2 separate regions of the Zea mays genome follow, and region 1 is linked to region 2. A link is a contact called in public Hi-C data. All regions are on one chromosome and are shown on one strand. The core of a region is the stretch at or near the end of the contact, and the rest is flanking DNA. Distances in the headings are between cores, read along the strand shown.

Evidence for each region. A called contact is a pair of places that touch in the nucleus more often than the background predicts.
Region 1: a contact with region 2 is called in a Hi-C map of leaf, with 5 times the contacts expected there. The contact joins two enhancer-like sites. A contact is called at or near these places in 11 of 25 Hi-C or Micro-C datasets (ear, leaf, root tip and 3 more) and 2 of 3 datasets of contacts at active chromatin or transcription factors (leaf and seedling).

What each region holds. Positions count from the first base shown.
Region 1 is chr1:266,495,606-266,501,585 of Zm-B73-REFERENCE-NAM-5.0, forward strand. LOC100192896 reads left to right here. Exons shown (of 13, transcript NM_001366970.1): 10 at 598-649; 11 at 740-793. Among protein-coding and RNA genes, the nearest start is that of LOC100192896, 21 kb to the left of the region's middle. Within about 2 kb of position 3,761, at least 2 of the 20 cell types and tissues checked have an H3K27ac peak or open chromatin away from gene starts, as enhancers often do.
Region 2 is chr1:266,363,845-266,370,323 of Zm-B73-REFERENCE-NAM-5.0, forward strand. LOC100275597 reads left to right here. Exons shown (of 3, transcript NM_001149647.1): 2 at 3,894-5,105; 3 at 5,587-6,110. The coding sequence ends at 5,772. Among protein-coding and RNA genes, the nearest start is that of LOC100275597, 5.4 kb to the left of the region's middle. Within about 2 kb of position 4,762, at least 2 of the 20 cell types and tissues checked have an H3K27ac peak or open chromatin away from gene starts, as enhancers often do.

The sequences.
Region 1 (5,980 bases), core at 2,511-5,010, 130 kb after region 2:
CTATCAGCAATGGAGGAGGCGGCTGGTGAGCAGCAACCGGCTGCTGAGGTTTGGGAAGAAAGGGAGGGAGGGAGGAGTGGTGTGGCTTCATACCATATTGGAAACCCCAAACCCTGATTTGGGTTGGGCTGCTATATTAATAGATGGACTAGTATATGGGCTGGGCCTAAGTCCATTACAACTGTAACACACATGTCTAACAGATATGACGGTTGCCTGATATACAAGCGCATTCTATTCTAACATATGATACAAAGAGAAGAGGTAGTTTATGTTGCATCATGTCACAGCCTTGCGGCTCATTTGGTTTTGTTTCCCAGACCTAGCAGATCTTTTACAAATCGTGGAAGCATGCATACTGAAGGAATAACTGAAACTAAAAATAAACAACACAGGTTTTCATTATCTAGCTTTGTAAATGGATAATGTTGTTGACAAGGTAACCTGAATTCATGCGGGTGCTGAGAATGATGCAACTTGCATCTGGAATCTCTATTCATGAATTTTAGAATTAGTGGACAACCACATGCTACAAGCTATTTGTTGTTATGGACACATCCGTGAATCAGTACTCTAATATGAGGCTCATGTCGACAGGCATACAGCTGTGAACACAGTCAGAGCTGATGCAACAGTGACAGCTGAGCAGGTTCAGTGTTCTGTACCTTATTTTGACTTTTTTATTGGTTGTTTCTATTGGTTTATTAACATTTCTTGGTTACTTACATCCTTACTGCAGGTTGATACATTTGATGAAGAACTTAAGAAGCTGGTTGGAATGGGCTTTGAAAAGGTATTTCAAGTTATGTCCGGAATGTCAATTCTTTATTGCACTTAGTACATTTTCCATTTATCCTATCATGATGGTATACTGTTTGATCATTTCCTGGCCGTGGTATGCTAGTTGTGGTATGCTAGAGTTGAAATTCAACATAATCCATAGATCAAAGTTCCTGCACGTGGATAGCTTTTTTCCCATTCACCGTCTCAGCGCCGTCATCTGCAGCGTCGTTGGAGAGGACGTCGTCCACCAGAGAAGAGACGGCAGCTGTTGCTCGTTCACGAGTAGCACGATCCTGAGCCTGGGCCACGCGCTCACGTTCCTCCTATGCAGCACGAAGCTCCTCAGCGCGCTGGAGAGACGTGGCAGCAGTGGCGTGGGTGGGGGAAGCGTGGGGCATCCCAAGGTGAAGAACCTCGGTGCAGGAGGTGTCTGGTGCAGGAGGTGTCTTCGGTCGGCGGCGGGGGAGTGCCAGCCATGGAGCAGCACCGAGCAGATGGGGTGCGCTGATGCGGAAACGGAGAATGGAAAAAGGAACCTAGGTGTCTGATACCATGTAAGTAAAGGAGATCTGGAGGAATTGTATTATATTGAATGAGAGCCGGTAGTAGTACATATATAGGGGAGAAGGCGGCGGCGGCTAAAGGAAACCTATCAGGACTATGGAAACCTGCAGATATGTAGGAATCAATCCTATGACTATGGAAACCTGCATCTCTGCAGGATCCGATTCTCTCCCCTATAATCTCTCTTTCCTAATACATTCCAAAGGCTGGCTGGCTGACATGCCAGGCACAAGCCAATACAATCACATCAGATTTATCTAACACCAACTACCTTTCCACGATAGAACACATGGCCTCAACATGTCCTTAAGGGTCTAGATTGTACGCTCAGATTGCCCATTTGTCTGAGGATGAAAAGCAGAATTGAGTCTCACATCAGTTCCCATAGCACTATGCATACTCTCCTAGAACTTAGAATTAAATTTGGCATCTCTGTCAAAAATGATGGTACGAGGCACTCCATGCAATCTCACAATCTCCCACATGTGAATTGGAACCAAATCACTCACTGGGTTTATATAACGATACAAAATAAAATGTGGTCTTACTCAAACGGTCTATAATAACCCAGATATCATCCATCCCTTTCAGATTATGTGGCAATCCAATCACAAAAACCATGATAATATCATCCCAAGGCCATAATGAAACATTTAGTGATTGCAATTTTTCTGTTGTACACTTATGATCAATCTTGACCTGTTGGCATACTCCACAAGAGGGCCCCTCCACAAGAAGCTACATATTTTGCCACATCTATTTTTATACTCTACAAGAAGCAAATGTAGTGTACCTTGTATCGTGGATGTTATCGGAGTATGTCTTTCTTGACTTGAGCCTTTTGTGGTACACAAAGACGACCATGAAACTGAATAGCTCTAACATCGTCCAAAGCGAAATCACCCACCTTTCCTTCAACAATAAGTTTCTTCACCCTTATAACAACCGATCATGATGTTGTGCCTCCAAAACCCTCTTAGGTATAGTAGATTTCAGAATTACTCTCATCTCTGTCTCAGTTACTCTAAGATAACAATAAGAAATATCTATCTGCTCAAACCTCTCAATCAGATAATTCAACATGAGTGGGATGGACTTGCGACTCAATACATTGGCCACTACGTGTACTTTGCCAGGAGTATAGTGAATAGTAAGATCATAATCCTTTATCAACTCAAGTCATTGTCTCTGCCTCAAATTTTAAGTCCTTTTGGGTGAAAATGTACTTTAGACTTTTATAATTTGTGTAAATATCACAAGACTTGCCATATAGATAATGCCTCCATATCTTTAATGCAAAGACAACTGCAACAAGCTCTAGATCATGCATCGGATAATTCTCCTCATGCTTCCTAAACTGTGTTGACACATAGGAAATCACCTTTCCATCCTACATAAGAACACCCAAGTGAAAGTAGCAGGCCGTTTCAACAAACTGGGATGAACCGGTGCAGACTTGTTCAACCGCTATTAGGATGGTTGAACCGTCCTGAACCGGTTCAACCGTTCAACTTTTAAACGAGGTATAAAACTAAATTGATCTCTAGAATCACTAAATAAACTTCACGTATGTGGTGTCCTTGGTGTTTCTTAGGGTTGTATGAAGTAGATCTGAGAGGGAAACTTCTCAAATCCTATACACCACAAATATTTGGGCAGATCTTTGCACGAGATGGTGAGAATATGAAGAACAAACAATAGATACAAAAGTCAAGCACACGATGACACACGAGATTTACTCCAAGGCTCGGTCACACCACTTAGGTGCCCTACTTTCTCAAAGAGGAGCCCACAAAGAGCCGTATCTTTTTCAATCCTAATCCTCACTTCACCGACCACAATGTTCTAGGTGAAGTCACTTGAGTTGCTCAAAGAGTGGGTAATACAAACTTCTTGAGGTCTTCCACAAGATTGGAGACTCTCAAGTGACGCCTAGCCGTCTAGGAGCTCGAAGCTCCAAGAGTAATGAATCCACAAAATATTGATGTTACCCCAAAGCTCAAAGCAAGATAGATTTAGGAGAATCAGACAGAGAAGCTCCACGACCCATAGATCTTAACCTCACACCGAGATTCGCTCAAGATTTGAAGTGAATGGGTCTCAAGGTGGGAGAGAGATCAGGGAGGAGTAAATGATCTTGGGTGTGTTTGTCTTAGGTTAGGTTTGAAATAAATTCGTGCTATCTGTGGTTGGAGAGAGGAATGAGTGAGTATATATATGTGTGGTGTCTAGATCTAGCCGTTTGAGAGGGTCTGCGAGATATGCGGTTGAACTACATAAAGGACCGGTCCAACCGCTTCTCAGTAGATAGAAAAGCGGTTGAGCTGAGCGGTTGAATCGCCCACTTCAACCATTGTAGGACCGGTTGAAGCACACCCAGGGCAGGTTCAACCGTCCTTCACCGGAGTGGTTCTCGGGGCAGGACCCGTTGAACCGCCCTCCATCAGAGAAGACCTCGGTTGAAGTTTGCTTTGAACAGGTTGAACTGCATACTTCACCTATAGTTGAGCAGAGACAAAATGTGATGTTTTGAAGCAAGTATTTTGAGCTTTAGTGCAAGTACCAATACTCATTTGTGGATCCCTCTTGATAGTATGACGATTCCTAAAACCCAATGACACAAAAATTAAAGCATGGTCATTTAGAATCTAGAGTGTTGGGTCAAATCCTCTGTAGAACTGTGTGATTCCACACAGAGATTTGCTTCTATTTGTCGTTCGACTTGATTCAAAGCATTCCTAGTGTAGCAAACTGAACACATACTTCAAGTAAACTTGTTAGAACTTTTAATTTGTTTTGTCATTCAATTACCGAAACCCTCAATAGGTTGATTGCACTTACCCCAAGACCTACTTGGGAGGGATCAGAATATACATTAAAGCGCTTACCCACCTCTAGAAGGGTACGGACTGGACCAAACATCAATATCTCCTTCAATTTTTAAAGGCTTCGCTCACACTTTATTCGTCCGTTTGAACTTTCACATTATTGTGGGTGAGCTTAGACAAGGTATTAGCAATAATAGAAAAAATCTTCACAAATCTCCGATAATACCTAGCCATGCCCAGGAAGCTTCTCACCTCTTTGACATTAGATGACCTTTGCCACTCCATTACCGTGGAAGCCTTGTTTAGATCCACAGAGGTGCCCTCATTGATAACATGGCCTAAAAAACCAACTCGTAAAAGACAAAACTCACACCTTTTCAATTTAGCATAAAACATGCTATCACACAATGTTTGGAGTACCATCCCAAAATTTTGCTCATGCTCTTCCTTAGTGTTTGAGAAAATCAACATGTCATCAATGAATACCACCACAAATTGGCCCAAATTATAAAACATTTTTTTCATGGTTTTCATGAAATAGGGAGGTGCATTAATCAACCTGAACAACATAACTCTAAAGTCACAATGCTCATACATCATTGCAAATACAGTCATTTCAATATCCTCTTCCGGTCTTCCCTCACTGGGATTTGGTTATAACAACCTTGGAGGTCGATCTTTGAAATCACTTTAGCACCCTTGAGACAGTCAAATAACTCATCAATGTGAGACAATGGATATTTATTCTTGATAGCCGCTGCGTTCAACCCAGACACATTGCGTATATAAACTTCGTGGACAAATGATCATTCAATTGTTTCCTCAACTCTTCTTAAAAGAGCGAGACAACTGATGTGGTGCAAAAGAGATAGGTCTGGTGCCAGGTATTATATCAACACTAAACTTCACCTCACACTTGGGTGGCATTCCAGGAAACTCATGGAAAGACATTAGGATAGCCCCGATCCATAGGAATTCCCTCATCCAATAACTTGGCAGACTGTTCATCTAAGGTATACAGAAATCCAGTTTTTATCGCACGACTACTGGGAAACAACTCAGCCATAATGGAGAATCTGAAGTACTGCCTTGAAAAATTAATGTGTGCCCCGACCCCCGAGGAAGTCTCCAAAGCAACTGTTTTTTAAAAGCATGATATATTAGCTTGATGTCGATGTAACCAATCCATGCCAAGGATGACATTGGAGATCGACAGTAGGATCTCCATTAAATTTGCCACAAAATCATCCCCACTAAGGCCTAGTTTGGATACTCTAGTAACGAGTGGGATTGAAGTGGATTGAGATGTATTGAGAGAGTATTTGATCTATTGGGGATTTACAACCTCTTCAATCCCTCCAAAACACTCTAATCCTAGAGTATCCAAACTAGGCCTAATAGTAATCACACAACCTGGCATACAACTAAACTATATATCAAACGACCTGGAGAGTTGAGGTCGGGGTGTTACAGTCATCCATGTTCTCATCATCTGTTTGAACACTAGGTATAACATTGTTGTAAGATCCGCAACAAAATGCTTCACAAATACAAAAAATAGCCTATTTGCACTGTTGGGTATTTGTGTTTACCTGGTGCTGAATTTTTCAGAGGTTTCAGGGAAGTGCATTAGGGGATACACATGCCAGGTTATACTAATGTTAGAAGGAAAAGATCACACCTTAATAGTCACATGTTTTTTTTAAGAGCCCACAGTCCATTCGGTTTTTCATCCATGTACAATGTACCTGGTTATGCTTATGTTGTGCGAATATGCTATGGCTGTCAACTACCTCACTGATGAA
Region 2 (6,479 bases), core at 3,512-6,011:
GAGTTAGCCGGACCGTCTGTCTGAGCACCGGACCGTCCGCACGTATGTGCCAGCCCGTCCGTGATGCTCAGGCCAGGCTATTGTGCTTGGCTCATTAATTGTGCTTGCCCCCCGGTGCCTCCGGACTTTTTAGCCTTATCGTCCGGAGCCTTTCGAGCAATCTCTTTTTGTGATAGATTTGATATGCGAGGATCGCCAATGAGGATGTCTTTGCTTTTGCCTTTATCGGCTATTTCGGGCCGAACTAAGATCTTTTTGCATGCGATATCTATTGTATTAACAGGAAATGGTTGTGTGTCCACTTGCATCTCCTGAAAAGCCAACCGGCCCTCATTTATGGCCGATTGTACCTGCCGACAAAAAACATTACAGTCATTGGTGGCATGGGAAAAAGAATTATGCCACTTACAATAAGCACGCCTCTTTAATTCATCTATAGGAGGGATATTATGAGTTAATTTAATGTTGCCATTTTTAAGTAGCTCATCAAATATCTTATCGCATTTGGCAACATTAAAGGTAAATTTAATCTCTTCTTCCCGATTCTTTTGAACCGGCTGTAAGGAAGAACATGCTGAAGATTTGGCCTTTGTTGGCCAAATAAACTCAGCGGTATATACATCTGTGGATTCATCATCTGAACTATCACGCTCTATTAGATGTATAGTACGGGCGGCCGATTTTGATGTCTCTTTAAATCGGCTTTCACAGGCTAAAGCCTGCTGATGTAGCTGGGCTATCGAAAAGAACTGGGTTCCATCTAATTTGTCTCTTAAGTAGGATAGCAACCCATTAAAAACTAGCCCTGCTAGCTCTTTGTCTGCAACATGGATCCGAAAGCATCGGTTTCTAGTGTCCCAGAACCTCCGGATATAATCATTAACCGATTCTTCGCGTCCTTGTCGGACTGAAGCTAAGTCAGCTAATCCTAATTCATATTCTCCGGCAAAGAAATGTTCATGAAATTTATTTTCTAACTCATTCCAGGAATTAATGGAATTAGGAGGCAGGGCGGCGTACCATGCAAAAGCGGTACCAGTAAGGGATAAAGAAAATAACCGAACACGAAATGCTTCTCCATTAGCCAATTTGCCTAGGTGTGCTAGGAACTGGCCTATGTGTTCGTATGTGCTTCTCCCATTCTCACCAGAAAACTTAGAAAATTCCGGTATCCTTGACCCTTGTGGATATGGGACAGTGTCAAACCGGTGATTATATGGCTTTTGGTATGATTGCCCTACTCTGGCTACATTAACTCCGAACTTATCTCGAAATAGTTCAGTCATCTCTTCCCTAATTTTTTCCATTGCACCCGGTGGTAGACCACCGGATCCTGGGCTGTGGGGCTCATTTGGTCGGGTATTAGTATACCGACCTTCTTGCCGTGACCGATCGATAGTGTTGATCGGTTTGTGATTGTATGGTGCATTATGGTTTAAATATGTAGAGGACGAAATATATTGTTGTTGTGGTGTGTAATAATTTGGTGCATGGTGTGCAACAGCAGGTTCTGCATATGTGTATCCGGTTTGTACGGTGGTACATCCGAACTGGCCGGTCGTGTTCGCAATTATTGGGGCGCCACGCGGTAGTCCTGGTATGGCCCGGATTGTCCGACATAGAAAGCCGAACGGTCCGCGTAAGGGTCGGACGGTCCGGGTAGCAGCTCGGACGGTCCGACCGCGTCCAGGGTCGCCGATCTGCCAAGCAGGGACGGCGGCGGTCCTAGGGCGGCCCCGGACTGCCCGGCAGAGCAAGCCGGATGGTCCGCGTATGGGCCGGATGGTCCGGGCAGAAGCTCGGACAGTCCGACCGTATTCAGGGGCGCCGATCTGCCAAGCAGGGATGGCGGTGGTGGTACTTGCCCTGGATATGAGTTCATCGGCATACCATATAATGGTTGGGGCTGCAAATCCCTATTTGTTGCCGATGTATTAGACATAGATATCCTGTTACTAGTCTCATATGATGGAAAACTAGGAGCAACAGACTTCTCCAACGTATGCGTTAATTTTCTAATTGACTCTTCTAACCCTCCAATCTGTTGTTTCATTTGATTCTGCTGATGATCTACATACTGTTTAATAAATTGGATGTCGTCGGGTTTACTTACGTTGGGGACTTGAAGCGAAGATAGAAGAGATGCGACGTCGGTCTCTCCATGTTTGACAACTTTCTGGTGGCGATCCACCGTGTATTGTGATAAGAATTTCTCCTTCGCTTGACACATGTAGTCCTTGTATTGTTGTTGCTCATCGGTCGTCAGACTTTCAACAGCCGGCTTTAGGATATTGTCCGGGGAGATATCGGTGTGATCTTTAGAACCGACCATTTGAGGGCCTGATTTTTAGTAGATCTAAACACCTTCCCCAGCGGAGTCGCCAAAAGTATGTTGGTGCCTTTTTGGGGCGCCAATCACTCAATACGAATCGTGGCGGTGCTCTCTGCACAGGCGCGGACGGTCCGCGGCCAGGGGCCGGACGGTCCGCGACCTGGAACAGGGGCCTGGGTTCCCTGCCTGACGGCCGGACGGTCCGCGCGTGCGCAGGGGGCGGCGCCTGGATCTCGCTCCCGGGAGGGACCCCATCGGGGAGGAGAGATCCTAGGTGATGTCTAGGCTCGGCAGGCCGACCTAGACTCTTCTAATCGACGTAGAGCCGAAGAGAAGCGGAGAATTTGGGGATTGGAATACTAAACTAGAGCTAAACTAGAGCTACTTCTAATGCATAAGGTAAAAACGAGAAATAGACTTGAGTTAATCGATTGTTGGGGGGTCCAATCGGCCGTAGCCCTTCATCTATATAAAGGGGGAGGTCTGGATCCGCTTCAAACTGATTTCCGAGTTAATCCCGCGGTTTTAGGTAACAAATCCCGCGAGAAACTAGGAACCCTAACTGACTCTGCGCACGCGCGGACCTTCCGCGCCACCACCACGGACTGTCCGGACCGCGGACCGTCCGGCCTCGGGGCCGGACCGTCCGCACTGCTCTTTTTAGCGTTCAACAATGTGCATGTTATTATCGAGCATCATGGCCATTGCGTGTGTATGTGTTGTTACTGTGATAGAATTGTTTATCCTCATAATATGCAATGACTAGTTGTACTTGCTAATCTGTTCTAAAATTGCAGCCTAAACGGCTAAATGTAATTTGACCCAACAAACAATACCATCTAATTGTACTTAGGCCCTATTTGTTTACCTTCTAGATTATATAATCCAGTTTAAATAAGTTGAAAGGTAAACAACACAGATTATTATGTAATCTGTGGATTATATAATCCAAATACCTAGATTATAATAATCCATAAGCAGGTCAATAGGTGCTTATATAATCCATATAATCCTGGAAAGAAACAAACAGAGACTTAGCTTGGACCTGTGGCAGCTTCAATGTACGACAAGTTAAAAATAGCATCATAGCAATTTCAGTTGTGTTCACTTTGGAAGGAAGTAATAATTGTTGTTTATGTTTTCAAAAGAATATCGTATGATTTGTTTTGAGGAAAAAAATCTTGTGGACATTAAATCGATAGAATGGAAGTTTCCCCCTAGACATTACTCCAATATTAGGCCTTTGGTTAGGTTCATTGCCTTTTCCAAAGCAGGTAAACTGATGACAATGCTTGTCTTCCAGGTGAAATTTGTTAATTTTCTGTTTAATAACACATCTATGACATAGTTCGAATTTTTTATATACCTTATGGGTATGGAGAAGGCATTGCTTTAGGCATGAGTTACTGAGTTTCCTTAGCTTTTTGAAGGACTCAGGATTCTATTGCTTTGCCTATTGACTTAAGCTTGTAAGAAATGAAAGAGCACATTTCCTGTAACTGAATTTTGGTGTTTCTGATCGAAGTGGATTCACATGACTAACATTCCAAATCTTACTCAGGCGGCTGTTGAAAGTGAAGAGCAAATTTATTCCCCAGCATTTGGCAACATTGAGGTCCAGGATAGTCGTGGTTGCTGCAGTGGTTTCACAGGCAGTGTAACGAAGTTGCTGTTCATCTTTCATCTGCTTGCTTTCATTGCCCTCACAGCATTCCTAGGCGTCCAGGCCTCTTACCACCAGAACCCTGCCTACAAGCCCTTCTCCAACTTCATCCCTCTGGTATCCTCTGTCATAGTATCCACAATTGCTGCATGCTTCTGGGTTATCCTTGCTGTCACAAACCCGCCAAAAGCCATCAAGACCTCTCTCTGGGCTGCCCCTGTTTCTGCACTTGCTTGTGATGTAGTCATACTTCTTGTTGGCAATACTGCTGCACTTGGCATTGGAGCGCTTGTAGTTGTATTCGCAATTGCAGCAGGATTATACAGTTGTTGGGCCACTGGCCCACGTCTCAAGCATGCCTCTGATATGCTTTCCGTTTCTGTCATCGGTGCACATTTACCGCCTGCTACTTCATGCCTTGTTGTCTATGTCCTTCTTGCAACGTTTGGGTATATGGCCTTCTGGACAGTTGCCATCAGCTGCATTGCTGCTGCAGAAGGGCACTTCATGGACTACCGGATGGCTTATGTGGCAGCACTTCTAGTGAGCATGGCCTGGACAATGCAGGTACTGAGATATATTGTCTATGTGGCAGTGGCAAAACTGGCACATGGACGTCTCACCTATGGAATTCACGTCCTGGGCGGTGCTGTCGAAGCATTCTGTGACACGATATTTGGACCAGCCTTTGGGGACATATGCATGGGTGCAGTGGCTGTGCCGGTGAACTCAGCGGTGCGGGGATTGGCTCGAGCAATGAAAACAGCGGCTGGGGGCAACGACGAGTTCATTTTGTCAGGACAGGGCTGCTGCTTTGCTGTATCAGAGAAGATGCTGGGACGTGCTAACCGTTGGGGTTTTGTGCACGTGGGGGCGCGGGGGAAGGCATTCTGTGTGGCTTCACGGGATGTGTGGTCGCTTTTTGTTCTCCGTGGGATTGCAGAGCTTGTTGATTCAGACCTCACTGGTTCGTTTTGCTTCCTTTCTTCCGTTACATCAGGCGCATTGGCCTCATTGGTTTCTGGATCATGGGCACTAGCCATGGATAAGGATCAGAAGAAACTAGCTTTGCCCATATCCATCTATGCATTCCTGATCGGTTATTATATGGTATTGCACTCAATCTCACTCCTATTTTTCTCTGTTTTTATCACTACTAGTGCAACCCGATTGAACTGGCTATGTACTTTTGTCTAAAGACAGCATACATCTGCTGTTTTCAAAATTTGTATGCCACACCATAATTTTAAGAATATTTAGTCGATACCATCCTAAGGCTTGCATATTATAGTGTGTTTGGAAACTATAAATTAGTCAACAGCAAGCAACCTCCTAGAAATTTTGAATTTACATTGATTTAGGGTGTCAGTGGAATCTAGTAATGTGCCTACCTTTCCACCCTATTGTTCTAGATTCTTCTGCTATGAGGGAGTCAGGGTTACATGAAAATGAGATACCATTATCTTCGACACACAAAAAATGAGATAATGTTATCTATCCACTTGCTTTCATAGATTACCCATTGTGGACGTTGTTTTACTGTTTGTATACGCTTTGCTTCTGATTTCGTTTTCTTGCCTTTCTGTGGCAGTGCCGGATGATGATCGCATGGCCGCAAGCATGTGTGGCTGCGTACCATGTCGCATATGCAGAGAACCCGCAGAACCCTCAGCTGGGCACGCTGATACCAGAACATCTGCGCGAGCTCCAAGCAATGGCTGCAGATCAAGATCGTCCCAGAGTTATCCATTTTTCTGATGACATTGACAATTCATAGATCCTTCCATTCTTTCAGTCTTTTTCCCCCCTGACCCAAGGGGGTAGACACCTCGGCAGCAGACGTAGACACGTCGTTGCAGTCTTCCAGATGCATGATGATGGGTGTTGACTGCTCCTGGGCTGCTTGCTGGTGCAGATGATAGGGTGTGCTCAGTTCTGTAGATATTGGGCAAGTGGATAACTGAGCAAAAGAAGTGGTTAGATGTCGTATAGGTACAGAGTTTAGCAAAGTAAACAAAAATGTAGAATTAAATACATTGTTTTCAGAATTTCCCGGAGGCGTGTTCTTGCCCTCGCACTGACACTGAACGCTGTTGCGATTCCTGTGCCTTTTCATCTGCTTACGAGGTGGCTCTACGTGGCAATTGACATGCATCAGGTTCGAGGATTTTTTTTTGCCAGTAGAAATGTGGAATGCTCGTGGCTTTGCTTGCACTACCAATTTATCTTTTCCTATTCCTAATCATGTTGGAGTTTTTTTTGGCAGTAGGATGCTCGTGCCCAATTCATTTTCCCTATTCCTAATCAAGTTGGAGGAGTTTTTTTTGCCACTAGAATGCTTGTGGTAACAAAAAGAAACATGTAAGGGCTTGTTCGTTTTGTTCTTAATCCATGTGGATTGGGTGGAATTGGATGAGTTTCAATCCCAAATAAGTCAAAATCTTTCATAATTTTTTCCAATCTCATCCAATCCACACAGTATAG